Regions from separate parts of the Mus musculus genome. Here region 2 is linked to region 1. The links are chromatin contacts, called in public Hi-C maps. All regions are on one chromosome and are shown on one strand. Each heading gives the region's core, a stretch centred on a gene start, on an enhancer-like site or on the middle of the called end of the contact. The rest is flanking DNA. Distances are from core to core; before and after follow the strand shown. Region 1 has its middle 8.6 kb from the start of Gm35332. Region 2 holds the start of Col6a3 (collagen, type VI, alpha 3).

Evidence for each region. Hi-C and Micro-C count contacts between places; a contact is called where the count stands out from the background.
Region 2: a contact with region 1 is called in a Hi-C map of uterus, with 4 times the contacts expected there. The contact joins the promoter of Col6a3 here to the enhancer-like site in region 1. A contact is called at or near these places in 3 of 39 promoter capture datasets (the 3T3-L1 cell line, stem cell-derived epiblast-like cells and trophoblast stem cells), 1 of 15 datasets of contacts at CTCF or cohesin (the NIH/3T3 cell line), 4 of 484 Hi-C or Micro-C datasets (adipose-derived mesenchymal stem cells, nephron progenitors, stem cell-derived neurons and 1 more), 5 of 115 datasets of contacts at active chromatin or transcription factors (astrocytes, double positive thymocytes, embryonic fibroblasts and 2 more) and 1 of 9 other capture datasets (pancreatic islet).

The regions. Positions count from the first base shown.
Region 1 is chr1:90,709,379-90,715,571 of GRCm38.p6, reverse strand. No RefSeq gene overlaps it. Among named protein-coding and RNA genes, the nearest start is that of Gm35332, 8.6 kb to the right of the region's middle. Within about 2 kb of position 4,856, at least 13 of the 459 cell types and tissues checked have an H3K27ac peak or open chromatin away from gene starts, as enhancers often do. A contact at or near this core is called in fibro-adipogenic progenitors and uterus, where this site is marked.
Region 2 is chr1:90,840,356-90,846,128 of GRCm38.p6, reverse strand. It overlaps Col6a3 (collagen, type VI, alpha 3), which reads left to right and starts at 2,158. Exons shown (of 44, transcript NM_001243008.1): 1 at 2,158-2,383.

The DNA of each region.
Region 1 (6,193 bases), core at 3,607-6,106:
GGGTGGGTGGGGGAACACTCTCATAGAGGCGGGGGGGGGGGGATGAGATAGGACGTTTCCAAAGGGAGACCTGGAAAGGAGAAAACATTTGAAATGTAGATAAAGAAAATATCCAATCAAAAAATAATAATAAGTGGTAGATAGAGAGCAAGATGTCATCAAACTGATGTTCACACGTGCAGCGGGTGACTGACACAGCTCACCAGAGAGCAGACATAGGCGACATCACCAAATCTGGGGTTTGCAAACAATAGGAGAGATCAAGACGGTGGCTGAGGCAGTCAGCTGGTGCTCCTGGTTGGGCTGTTTCTCCACGGATGGTTGTGCATCCCATTCTCAGCAAGGGCTTTATACCATGGGGTAAGCTACAGTTACTTCACTGAAAATGGTTTACCCTTTAGCTGTTTTCAGTAGCTCAATGTTTCCTTTTTTTTTTTTTAACATCCATTTAGTGTGTGCCATGGGCATCTATAAAGGTCAGAGGACAACCTGTGGAATTTGGTTTTCTACTTCTGCCATTGGGATCTGGGATGGGGGTGGGAGTTGGGTCATCCTTAGGTTGTCAGGCTTGGTGGCAGGTGGCTTTACCCCTGAGCATTTTACCAACCCTAAGGACCTGTTTGATTAGTACCTGTAGCTGTTTACTGTCTTTTCCTGAACCCTTACAGAGTGGGGCCAGGTAGCCCATCTCTAGACAAAGCCCTGTGTGACACTTAGACATAAATATTCCTGCTAGTGGCAGTGGGCTTGATCCTACTTCCAGAGGACTTCTCAGTAAGTTTAAATACCACAAGACAATTTGTCAGTATGATGCACATTACACCCCATGAGGCTACGGCTGGGTTGTATAGATCTTCATGGTTTCTATCTAAACTGAAGATAATTCTTTTTGTCTCTGTTGGCAGGGAATTCCCAAGTCACCTTTGTATGCAGGATATGTGGCTGATCCTTGGCAGAGAGAGAGAAGGAGAATGGGAGGGAGGGAGGGGAGGGAGAGAGAGAGAGAGAGAGAGAGGGAGAGGGAGAGGGAGAGGGAGAGGGAGAGGGAAGGAGAGGGAGAGAGAGAGAGAGAGAGAGAGAGAGAGAGAGAGAGAGAGAGAGAGAGAGAGAGAGAGAGAGAGAGAGACTTAAGGTATCCAATAGGGGAATTGTGTGTGGGTGTGTGGGTGTGGGGTGTGTGGGTGTGATATTGGAGGAGTCCTAACCACTGCCCCTACCCTTCTCAGGTTGCTATGTTGTGGATGCCACTGTCTGGTCTGGTTTTTCTCTGGCCCTTTCTTGAGGCAAGCAGGCTGATCTGCATTGCCGGTATCAGGAAAAGCACAGACCCCTGCCTCACAGCACAGGGATGACTTCACATTGACTGATCTGAGGAGTGAAAGAGAGGCTGGGGTTGGTGCCTGGGAAGCCATAGAGAGCTTTGTGTATGCTGTTCTGCTCTTTTAGATATAACACTACTGGGATTGGATAGTTTTGTCCTAGTGAGCCTGCCATCCCTGAGAACTGGGAATCACAGTGCCGTCCCCAGCACAGAATGAGATGTACAAGCCATTAACAAGAACCGCTGAGTCCCATCACTGGCTGAGATGTAGATCCAACCTTCCCACTGCTAAGACCATCTCATCTCCTGTGCAGCCCACACTTTGGGAGCAAAGAGGCTCGTCTCCTTTTTTGGGATGGAACATCCACATTTAATTACTTAGAATTTTTCTGCATGGAAAGTATGTCTCTCTTTTCCCTACCCTTTTATTAATTCCATTTAGGAGTTTGAATGGTGGCTTTTTGTTTTATGCTTTGGCGTATGATCTAATGCTGTTCATTTTGTTACTTGAATCGTTCCAGTTCTGACCAGTTGCAGCTCTTGAACTTGGCCCTATGCTATTTTTTTTTTAACATGGCCCTATAAAAGTAGAGTTCTGCTTTCTTTTGAGCTTTTGTTATTTCTAGCACTACAAAATGCCTCAATATTTTTTTCTCCTATATTTCATTTCCAGCACCAGAGTCAGCCATTGCCCTCTGATCTCCAGTCACTTCCGCCACAGCATGGTACCATACAGTAAAGCTTGAGGGAGAGGCATCCTTGCTGAGACTGGGGACAGCCCTCCTCTCCAACAGAAGCATGTGGATGCTGGCATACATACCAATAGATGTTCTGTAGGTAAATATTGGATTTACATTAAAGTGAAATGACCTCATGCTGAATTCTGAAATCCCACTCTAATTATTACATGCTGCTCTCTGCTGCCTCCTGCTCGCTCTCCTCCTCCTCGAGTCCCTGTTTCTACCCACTCTATCCCTGCTCAGTTTTAGTAACTGTGGAACACTGTATTACAACGGCTAGCCTATGTTTCTTGGAAGACAGCGTTGTTGTAGAGAGCACGGGCCCGTGTGTGATGTCGTTGGCTTAGCCCCATACATGCTACTATCTTGCAGAGTTACCATCCATTCCCTTTCCTGCTGGCTTTGGACCTTCATCAGAGAGCCCAGCTCTTTTGCCAATGGGAATCCCTCCCTGGATCCCCCAGCCTCCAAAATTATGTTTTTAGATCTGTGTACTTAAGGCTCCTATTTTGTGCTGGAAGTGTGTGGACTCTTTTTTTTTTTTTTTTTTTTTTTTTTAACAAATGCTCGATACTGTGAATGCATATCATGGAGAACTGCTTTATGCTGTGAGTTCAATGCTTCATCTGTTTAGCTTCACTCTCCTCTCCTGGAACCCAGAGGCCATTCTACTGATCTTTCATTTTGACTTTCAGCATTTCCATCATAATAACTAATCACGTTATTTCTACATTTACGTATCCACTGTAGAGAGGGCCTCCTGTGTGTCACAGTGTTCCTGTATAAGTCAGAGGAGAGCTCGCAGGAATCGGTTTTCTTCTATCATGTGGGTCCTGAGTATCGAACTCGGGTCACCAGGCTTGGCATCAAGCATCCTTACCTGCTGAGGCCTCTTACCACAAAGCTGAATCAAGCCTAGTTTACTCCCATAGGCTCACACTACCTTGTCATTTAGTGTTAGATCAGTACTGTACATCCAGAGTCCTACACACACAGATGCACATCAACCCCCAGCTCAGCATCATAATTCAGTCTTAGGTCATTTTGACTTTCCTTTCCCAAGACATCACCCTGGCCCATGGGATCAATGAGCTTGTGCTGACTAAAGCTGCTGAGGGAGAAGCCCCACCCTCTGCCTACTTTATGGCAGCACGCTTTGTGTGTCTGGATTGGGTAGTGAATATGGTACCAGCTTAGGAGCACTCATTGCGGGAGATTCAAGGGTTCCAGTAGTTTCAGATTCGCCAGAACATCTAAGGTTGAACTGTTGCACATGGACCTTTCTACAGCTAACAAGGAGAGAAAGAGCACCTAGTTGGCCTCTTTGGACTTTGGGAGCAACACATTCCTCGTTTGGGTATCATATCTGCCCTTCCCTGGGTAACCCAGAGAGCTGCTGGTCTGAATGTGATCCAGAGCAGGAGAAGGCTCCCCAAAAGACTTAGGCTATGTGCACTGTGAGCTGCTATGGAGTCCAGTAGAGCTAATAGTGAATGTTGCAATGACAGTGGCTGTTTGGAGCCTGTGGCTGTTACAGGAGAAATGTCCTACCTTCGGGTACTGGAGCAAAGCCCTCTGTTAGCCATGGGTAGCTAACTCTCCTTTTGTGAAACATGTGACCTGCAAGCTGGACCTTAGCAGAGAATGAATGTTGACGGGCTGGGCTGGTTTAGAATTTTCTGTGGAGCCTAGGCTGGGACCAAGCCTGTGTGATTCTCCTGTTTCAACCTCCAAAGTGCTGGGATTACAGAAATATACTTCAATACACAATCTTCCCTCTATCTTGATGGTTCATGCTAATATCTGCCCTCAGTCCCCTGAGAGTTCTTCATTCTTATTGGACAAAGTTAGGGAGATTATGCTGGCAACAGGTCTCTTTTCTTGTCTGAGCTACCAGAGAAAGCAGAGGTAGAAATTTCAAAAGTGACTTGATGACAGATAATTCCTGAGTGCCATGTCTGAGCAGTGGGTGGTGATGAAATCGGGTGGGTTCTACCTAATGAAACCCACTTCTTTATTTGCCTCCTTTTAAGCATTTGTGTTCTGTTCTCTGCGACGCTACAGAAGTCCTGACATTATGACCTCCTTGGATGTAGGTCACCATTAAATCCAAATTCAGTCGATGAACAAAGCCAACTAGTAAAGCCATCCCAGCTGTGAAAGCTAGAACATTAAATTCTGACTCTTGTAAAAGTGTCCGCATTGGCAAGTTCAGCCTGATTCAGCCAAGGTTCAGGCGTCTTGTCAAATCCCCTTATAATTATACAGACAACAGAATTAAGAGCTGCAAAGATGCCGGGCAGTGGTGGCACACGCCTTTAATCCTAGCACTTGGGAGGCAGAGGCAGGTGAATTTCTGAGTTCGAGGCCTGGTCTACAGGGTGAATTCCAGGACAGCCAGGGCTACACAGAAACCCTGTCTCGAAAAACCAAAAACAAACAAACAACAAACAAACAAACAAACAAACAAACAAAGAGCAGCAAAGATATCACCAGTCCTAGCTCTTGTCTCACCAGAGTACCTCCAAGCAAAAGAGTGAAGAGTCACAGTACCTGAGGACCTGATTTCTTGAAGCAAGTGAGCCACTTTAGAGGCTGCCACTATGATCCCTCCCCCAACCCTGATACAGTGGAGCAGCTAGCCTCAGACCTCTCCAGAAGCTGGGAGGTATCGAGAAATTTGCTTTCTGACTGGGGAAATGCCTGTTAACAGCTCCTCATCAGCCTCCCACGCTCATGTTCTGATGGGATCACAGGGTGTTCTGCCAAGGCTCTCGGCTACTCTGAGTAAGCCTGGCCTGCACAGCTCTGTGGAGATGGACAAGAACTCTGGGCACAAAGCTGGAGGCTTTCCTTTATCCATAGTCTCTCCATCCATTCCTACATCAAACTACAAACTTGCCAGTCACTACAAAATTTACCCACTGACATAATTCTGTAGCCACTGCTTTCAGCCTATCAACATGCTTCTACATGGATCCTGCCATCTGGGGCAGCAAAATCGAGAAGCCTGAGCATGTAGTAGAAGCACCATTAAGCTCTTTTCCTTACAAGAAATGCTTGCACAGTTTCCCCTCGGCTTCTTACATTATAGAAAATTGTGATCCGTTTTCTAGGTGCTGTCTTTAGAGCTGGGCTTAATTGTGACACAATTAGCTCTTTTATTGAGAATATAGAATATTTCCTCAATACTCTTATCTCTGCTTGTCCTTTGACCTGGGAATGACTTGGTCTCCTGAGAACTTCTTGCTAAATTGTCTGAACTTTTTGATTGAGCTCACCTGTCCTATCCTAGGGCACTGTATGCTTGTATGAGGATGTTTTATTTCTGTTTTTACCAAGTAACTCATGGTACCTGACAATAATTAGGTAAAGGTATAGAGTATACTTCAACTCACTGGCATAGGTAAGGGCTCTCTGAAGACTCCAGGAACATGGAAAATAAGACCAGCAGCCAACAGATTGGATCTTGTGTAACTGAAAACAGGAAAGGAAAAAGAAGCAAGTGAGCAGTTAGCCAAAAGCCTTTGCCAGCTACTCACCCAGCAGAGGACTAGCTCCCGTCTTTAGTAAACACTGGCATTGTTCCAATTTGGCCCTTGGAGCTTCCCCAAGATGGCCCCCAACCTTTGCACAAATTCATATTCATTTTTGTTTTTTTTCCTTAACAAAATGCTCCGGGCTCATCTTATTCACCCCCTGACCCATTCCTGGAACTGGTCACTTCCCGCAGTGGGACTTTGTCTCATTGATTTGTAGAACAGCATTTAAAACTAGGTTTTAAGTGTTCTCACTGTCAGAGTGGTATTTCATGCTTTTAGTTCCACATTAGGCAAAGTTAAAAAATGCACAGGTAAAATATGTGTTTGACTTTGTATCTATCTATCATATATATATATATATATATATATATATATATATATATATACTATTTACAATCATTTATTTGTCTATAAGTCAATTAACTATTATCTATGTATATATTTATCATCTATCAATTATCTATTATATACCTATTATCTATTATATTTACTGTATAGATGTAGTCTACTTTCTATCATCTACCTATCTGCCTATCTATCTACCTATCTATCCACCTACCTACCATTTTTCAATATGATACGTTTATGTA
Region 2 (5,773 bases), core at 909-3,408, 130 kb before region 1:
CCACTGGATGGCTGAGTGGTGAGAAACGTAGGGGCTCTGACCCGAGTTCTGCTACTAACTCAGTGGGTATCATAACAGTGTCACCTGTCCTCTTGGGATGTGACTTTACTCACCTTCAAAACAGGAGCATAATTTCAAGTTACCTAAATTCTCATGGGGTCTGGAGAGATGGTGGAGTGGAGAGCACTCGGTATGCACTCGGTATGTCAGTATCAGGACCTGGGTTTGAATACCCAGCCCCCACTTAAGAAACTAGGTGTGGCCAAGTGTGCACCTGCAGCCTCAGCTGTGTGTGTGTGTGTGTGTGTGTGTGTGTGTGTGTGTGTGTGTGTGTGTGTGTGTGGCTGGATGGATAGAGACAGGATTGGATTGCCAAAGCTTGGCAGCTGACAGCTGAGCTCCAGGTTCAGTGAGAGGCCTGTCTCAAGGGAATAAAGTAGAGAAGGACACAGCAGGAACCCGTGTTCTTCTCTGGCACCCAAGTGTACCCCTCTTTCCAGTATGAAAGGGTTTCAGGTTGGGGAGGTCCTTGAGGTTTTTGAGAGATGTACTTTAAAGTGCTTTGAAAGGTACAAAGCTCTGTAGAAACCCGTGTTCCCACTGGAGAGTTTCTGTAGGAGTCTGAGCCAGAAAACCGCCCCCACCCCAGTGTGCGCCCAGAAGGAGACCTCACAATCAGGATCATTATGTATAGAACTCTTGCCCTCTTGCCTTTCGCGCTGGCAAACAGAACTCTGGTTAGCGGCAAGCCAAGGAGACGACGCTAATTGCTGGGTTTGATATTTGAAAAGAGAGATTATTAAGCGAGGTCTCAGTTCAGAAACTTCAAGAAGAAATGGGAGGGTGTGGTGAGGGTGGAGGGGGGGAGATTGCATTTCCTGTTTTTCTTTCTGATGGTGGTTGAAAACCATGGATACCCACGGAGAAATTCCAAAACTCATTCTTTTTCCTGCAGAGGCCTGGCCTAAAAGGTGATGGGTAGAAGTGGCAAATTCATTAATTTTTTTGTAGCTATTGAAGTGCATTTAAACTATTTAATTTTTTTTACTTTATGTGTATGAGTGCTTTGTCTGCATTTATGTCTGTATACCGTATGTGCCTTGTGGGCTTGGAGGTCTGATGGGGGTGTCAGATCCCCTGGACCTAGATGGTTGTGAGCTCCCATGTGGGTACTGGGAACTGAACCTAGGTCCTCTGCAAGAGCAGCCACTGAGCCATCTCTTCAGCCCCTCCATCTTTCTCCTCTCCTCTCCTCTCCTCTCCTCTCCTCTCCTCTCCTCTCCTCTCCTCTCCTCGCTTCTCCTCTCCTCTTCTCTGTTCTTCTTTCCCTTCCTCTCTCCTTCTCTCCCTCCTTCCCTTCCTTCTTTCTTGTTGAGATAGGTTCTCTCTGTCTTTATTTGGTACTTACTGATTCAGCTAAATTCACTGACAGTAAGACCCAGGGATCTGCCTTTCTCTGCCTTCCCAGTGATGGTTTGACACCACATTGGCTTTTTCTTTTTTTAAATTTCTAATGTGTATTTTGGGGACAGACCTCAGGTCCTCTTGCTCAGGCATTAAACATTTTATGGCCTCTGGCAGTCAGTCTGTGGGTTGTGACCCTGATGGGGGTCGAATATCCAATTCATAACATTATGATTCGTGACAGTAGCAAAATTGCAGGTATGAAGTGGCAATGAAGTAATTTTATGGTTGGGGGTCAGCACAGCATGCATTAAAGAGTCGCAGCCCTAGAAAGGTCAAGAACCATGGGGCTAAAGCTGTTTCCCCGACTCTTTCGGGTCTCATCTTTACCACACTTTAGTCTTACCTCAGTAACCAATGACTGAAAAATCTAATTCCTTCTAGCTCATGGTCCATTTCCTCCCCCCACCCCCCTTCTTAGAGCTGGAGTTTGCAGGAGTCCAGCTAAATGCTTGTAAGGCAAAGACGGCCTTCATAGGTGACATCAGCTTGCAGAGCAGGCCAGAAGCAACAGAGCCCCAGGTCTGGTTTTCATTTACAGTTTGGGTCTGTCCTATGGCAGGGAGGGGAGAAGAGGGGTTTGGAGGAAGGAAGGAGAAGGAGGAGGAGAAGAAGGCAGGGGAGGAGGGAGAGAGAGGCGGGAGCGAGAGGAGGAGCAGGAGGAAGCCCTGACTGTACCCCTGGACCCTGTCCAGTTTGGAGTTCAGCCTTTCCCCAAAGGCTGCTCAGTTCTCTAGGCTCCAGCTTCCAGCGAGGATTGCAAGAGGAGACTGTGTCTTCTGATCCTGGATCCTCTGTTCCTTGGTGGAGAAGGGTTGCAGGAAGAAAAGGAGACTTAGCAAGAGAGAACACTATGCATCCTGGTGAAGCGTGATTGAGTTTAGAAGCCCAGGGACACGCGTCTTCAGGTCCGCTCAGGGTAAGTGTGAGTTTTTGCTTATTCGTTTCCTCTGTGGCATGAGGGAAACACTTCAATCAGAAGTGAGTTAGTGGCTCTTACGATCACCCCGTCACTCAGTTTTCTGGACATACTTTAGGAGTCTGCTGCTCTTTCTTTCCTTTGTGGCACAAGGGTTTCTTTAACCTGCTGAAGGTCACGGATTGTCCGATTGTGTCTAGGTTTGCTGCTGCGGGGAGTGTCCTGTGTGTCCCTGCCTGCATGCTATGCACTTCTGACTGGTGCTCTCCTCCAGCTGGCTTGTTAAAAGTCGCTTCTCCTTCCCCAGACCAGCTGCTTTGTTTGCAGAGGCATCTGATGGGAGCATAGGGCAACCTGCAGAGTGGACCCCAGAGAGAGCTCATCTCTTTGGGTTCTCCAAGGGTCATGGGTAGGGGTATACTCTTAAGTGCAGAGAGGCTGGTCAGGCAAACTGCTGTCTTCCGAGTTTGGAGAGATACTGGTGCCAGTTGCAGGGCTGGGCCGGAGCTGCTTAGCCATGGCCATCAAGGCTGCTGCTTCATCATTTTAGGTATCTGAAGTCACTGTTGTAGGATTTGTCCTTTGAGGATGCTTAAGGGAACTGCAGGCCTAAAGCATGCGCAATGTGATACTAGAGCAACTTCCCCAGTGGATAAGGCAAAGCTCGGGACTGGGCTGCCGTGGGTTGTCCAGATGAGAGGCCTGTGCCAAGTTGGGAGGCCCAAGGGCTATTCCCTGGCCATGAGGATGCTGGGTGGGGTTCAGGCCCTCTCTCACTGAGGATGGAAGAGAGTTCCTGGATGGTTGCCAGCCCATTTGGGGATCTATTTCAAGCTACCATGGGATCAATGCAAGGGTGGGGCCAATGGGAAGGGTTCATTGGAGTACTGGAGAAAGGCTAAGAAAAATGAATTTCACAAAAGCCCAGGCAAACTTAGGGACTGGTGTGGACTTCAAGAACAAGTTGTATGAGCACCAGTGGGCACACTACACCCTAGAGAAGTCATTTCTCTCCCTACCCCGAGCTGACTCCAGATGAAAACCCCAGAGTCTCAGAGCTTCAAGGGGATTCATGGGACCTGAGGACAGTTCCCAGCTTCCCAGAGCAAGCTGAAATGTGGAAAAGACTTTAAAATAAAAATCATATTGCTTTTAACAAAAACAATATGGGACCAACTGATTGCTGTAGCTTCCACTACTGGGACTTTTTGACTTCTTTCCTGGGTGATTCTGGGCTAGAAGATTCCAGTGCTGTCATCCTTGGCTTATGGGTGAAGAGAGAGAAGCTCTGAGATGCTGGACTACTGGCCGGGCCCACCTGAGTGTCTGACTTTCAGTAGCATCCTTTCCCATTGATGGAGCCATGGAGTTGATGAGCCAGCAGTAGGGGACCCTTTAGATCTCCATGTGGGATGGGCTGACAGACTGATCCCCTCTGAGGAGACTGTTCATCTGTTACAATCTGTTCAAAGCCATAGGACACTTGACTCAGTTTTCACAAAGGTACACAACTCATGGGGAATGAAGGGAGGCCCACGCGGGATTCCACTCAGGAGGCCAGCTTGATGGCACAGAGGGCTTACAGTAATAGCCTGAATTTTGTGCTGTGGGTTTCTGCTGAGGCTGAAGGAATGGGGTGTAGAACTTCTTTGAGAGAGATTTATGATTGGGGACAGTGGTCCAATGTCTGGGCATCTTTCATCAAGCAAAACTTTACATTGTCACAAAGGGAATATTCTCTCTCTCTCTCTCTCTCTCTCTCTCTCTCTCTCTCTCTCTCTCAGCAGAGGAAAGGCATTCAGCTGACACTGGGTGGGGAAGATGGTCAGGATGGGTGACAGAGAATGGTTCTCCTGGATTTTTTCAGTCTGGGAACTAGAGGGTGTGGCCCCAGTGCCTTCCTTGAGGGTGACTGAGGTATCCTTTGGCCTAAGAGCGTATCTTACCTTGGAGGTGTGTACCACACCCCGTTCTGGTGGAGACCGTCAAGCTTGGGAACCTAATGATGTATCTGAGACAAGATAAGCATGGTTCAGATCGAGAACTGTCTGTGTCTCTGCACTGTGCTGTATCCTATGATAACTGCAATTCTGTGACTTCAGACAGTACAATCTACAATGTATCAATGACCACAGAGTACAGAAAGTTCCTCTATTCACCCAGCTTCTGGAGCTGTGAACTCTGACCTTAGTTTTGGAGTAAAACCTACAGACCCCAGTGCTCAAGGCCACGGTCTCCTCCTGAAACCACCTTCCTTCTTTGGAGTGGGTGGAGACATGTACTACTATCCAGGGCTTGGTTTGCTTTCCCGCTCTTTCCGGACGTTTGGTGACTTGGAGAAAGAGTGGCTAAAATAGAGCGCTGCTGTATGTGCTGTGACACCACCTGCTTTTATGCGAAATTCCACATTCAGGATTGAAAATTCACTAGTGAGTTGCCAACTGTGTTGTGTAAGATGCTCTTGCAGGATGCAAACAATGAAACTCTGTGGAAGAAGCTGCGAATCTGGTGTCTCTTGGGGATGGGCAGCAGGTGATGTCCAGGGCTGAAGGAGGCACTGTGTACTGAGGAAGCTTTTCTCCACTGACTGACCCACAGGCAGGAACTGCACATGGTGTCCTGGCTGTGGCAGACAGGCAGTAAAAACACACACAAATAGTTGGTGACTTGGGAAGTGACATTTTAAAATCCCGTCGGTAGCTCAGCCAAACCCAGAAAGTGCTTCAAATTTTAAGATTTAAAAAAAAAATATTTCTAATCATGTACGCGCACATGTGTGGGTGTGAACACCAGTGTAGGTGTCTGCAGTGGCCAGAGGTGTTGGATCCCTCTGGAGCTGGAGTTGCGGGTGGTTGTGAGCAACCTCACATCGGAACTAAACTCAGGTCCGGTGCGAGAGCAATGAGTGCTCTCACCCGCTGAGCCCTCTCTCCAGGCCTGCTCCAGGTTCTAACACACATTGTTAAAGTACATGAGGACATTTCTCTCTATTCTGCTTATCCTCTTATAAAGCTTCTTGGTGCTGCTCATGGTCCAAACCCCAAGTGATAATTCCCCATAAAACCCACTGCCATCCCGATCATGGCAGTGAGTATCTTGTTGGGGAGTGCCAGCCAGGTCCTGGTTCTTAAAAAGAGAGATCCTCTGTAGCAATGAATTTTATGTTAGGTTTTAAAACTGAAACTCTTAATGCATCCCAATATCCCGGGTCTGTTTTGGGAAAGGAAGTTTGAGTGGGCACATGGCTGCTTCTGGGAATGCATTCTGGACTCTTTTCTCTAGAGGGCAGTGTATCCCTTGGCGTGCCTGGAAAATCCAAGTTCCTGGCGGTTTCCAGGGTGGGGTTTCAGGGCTCATAGGGAGTCAACAATTTACACCCCAGCTTGTGGG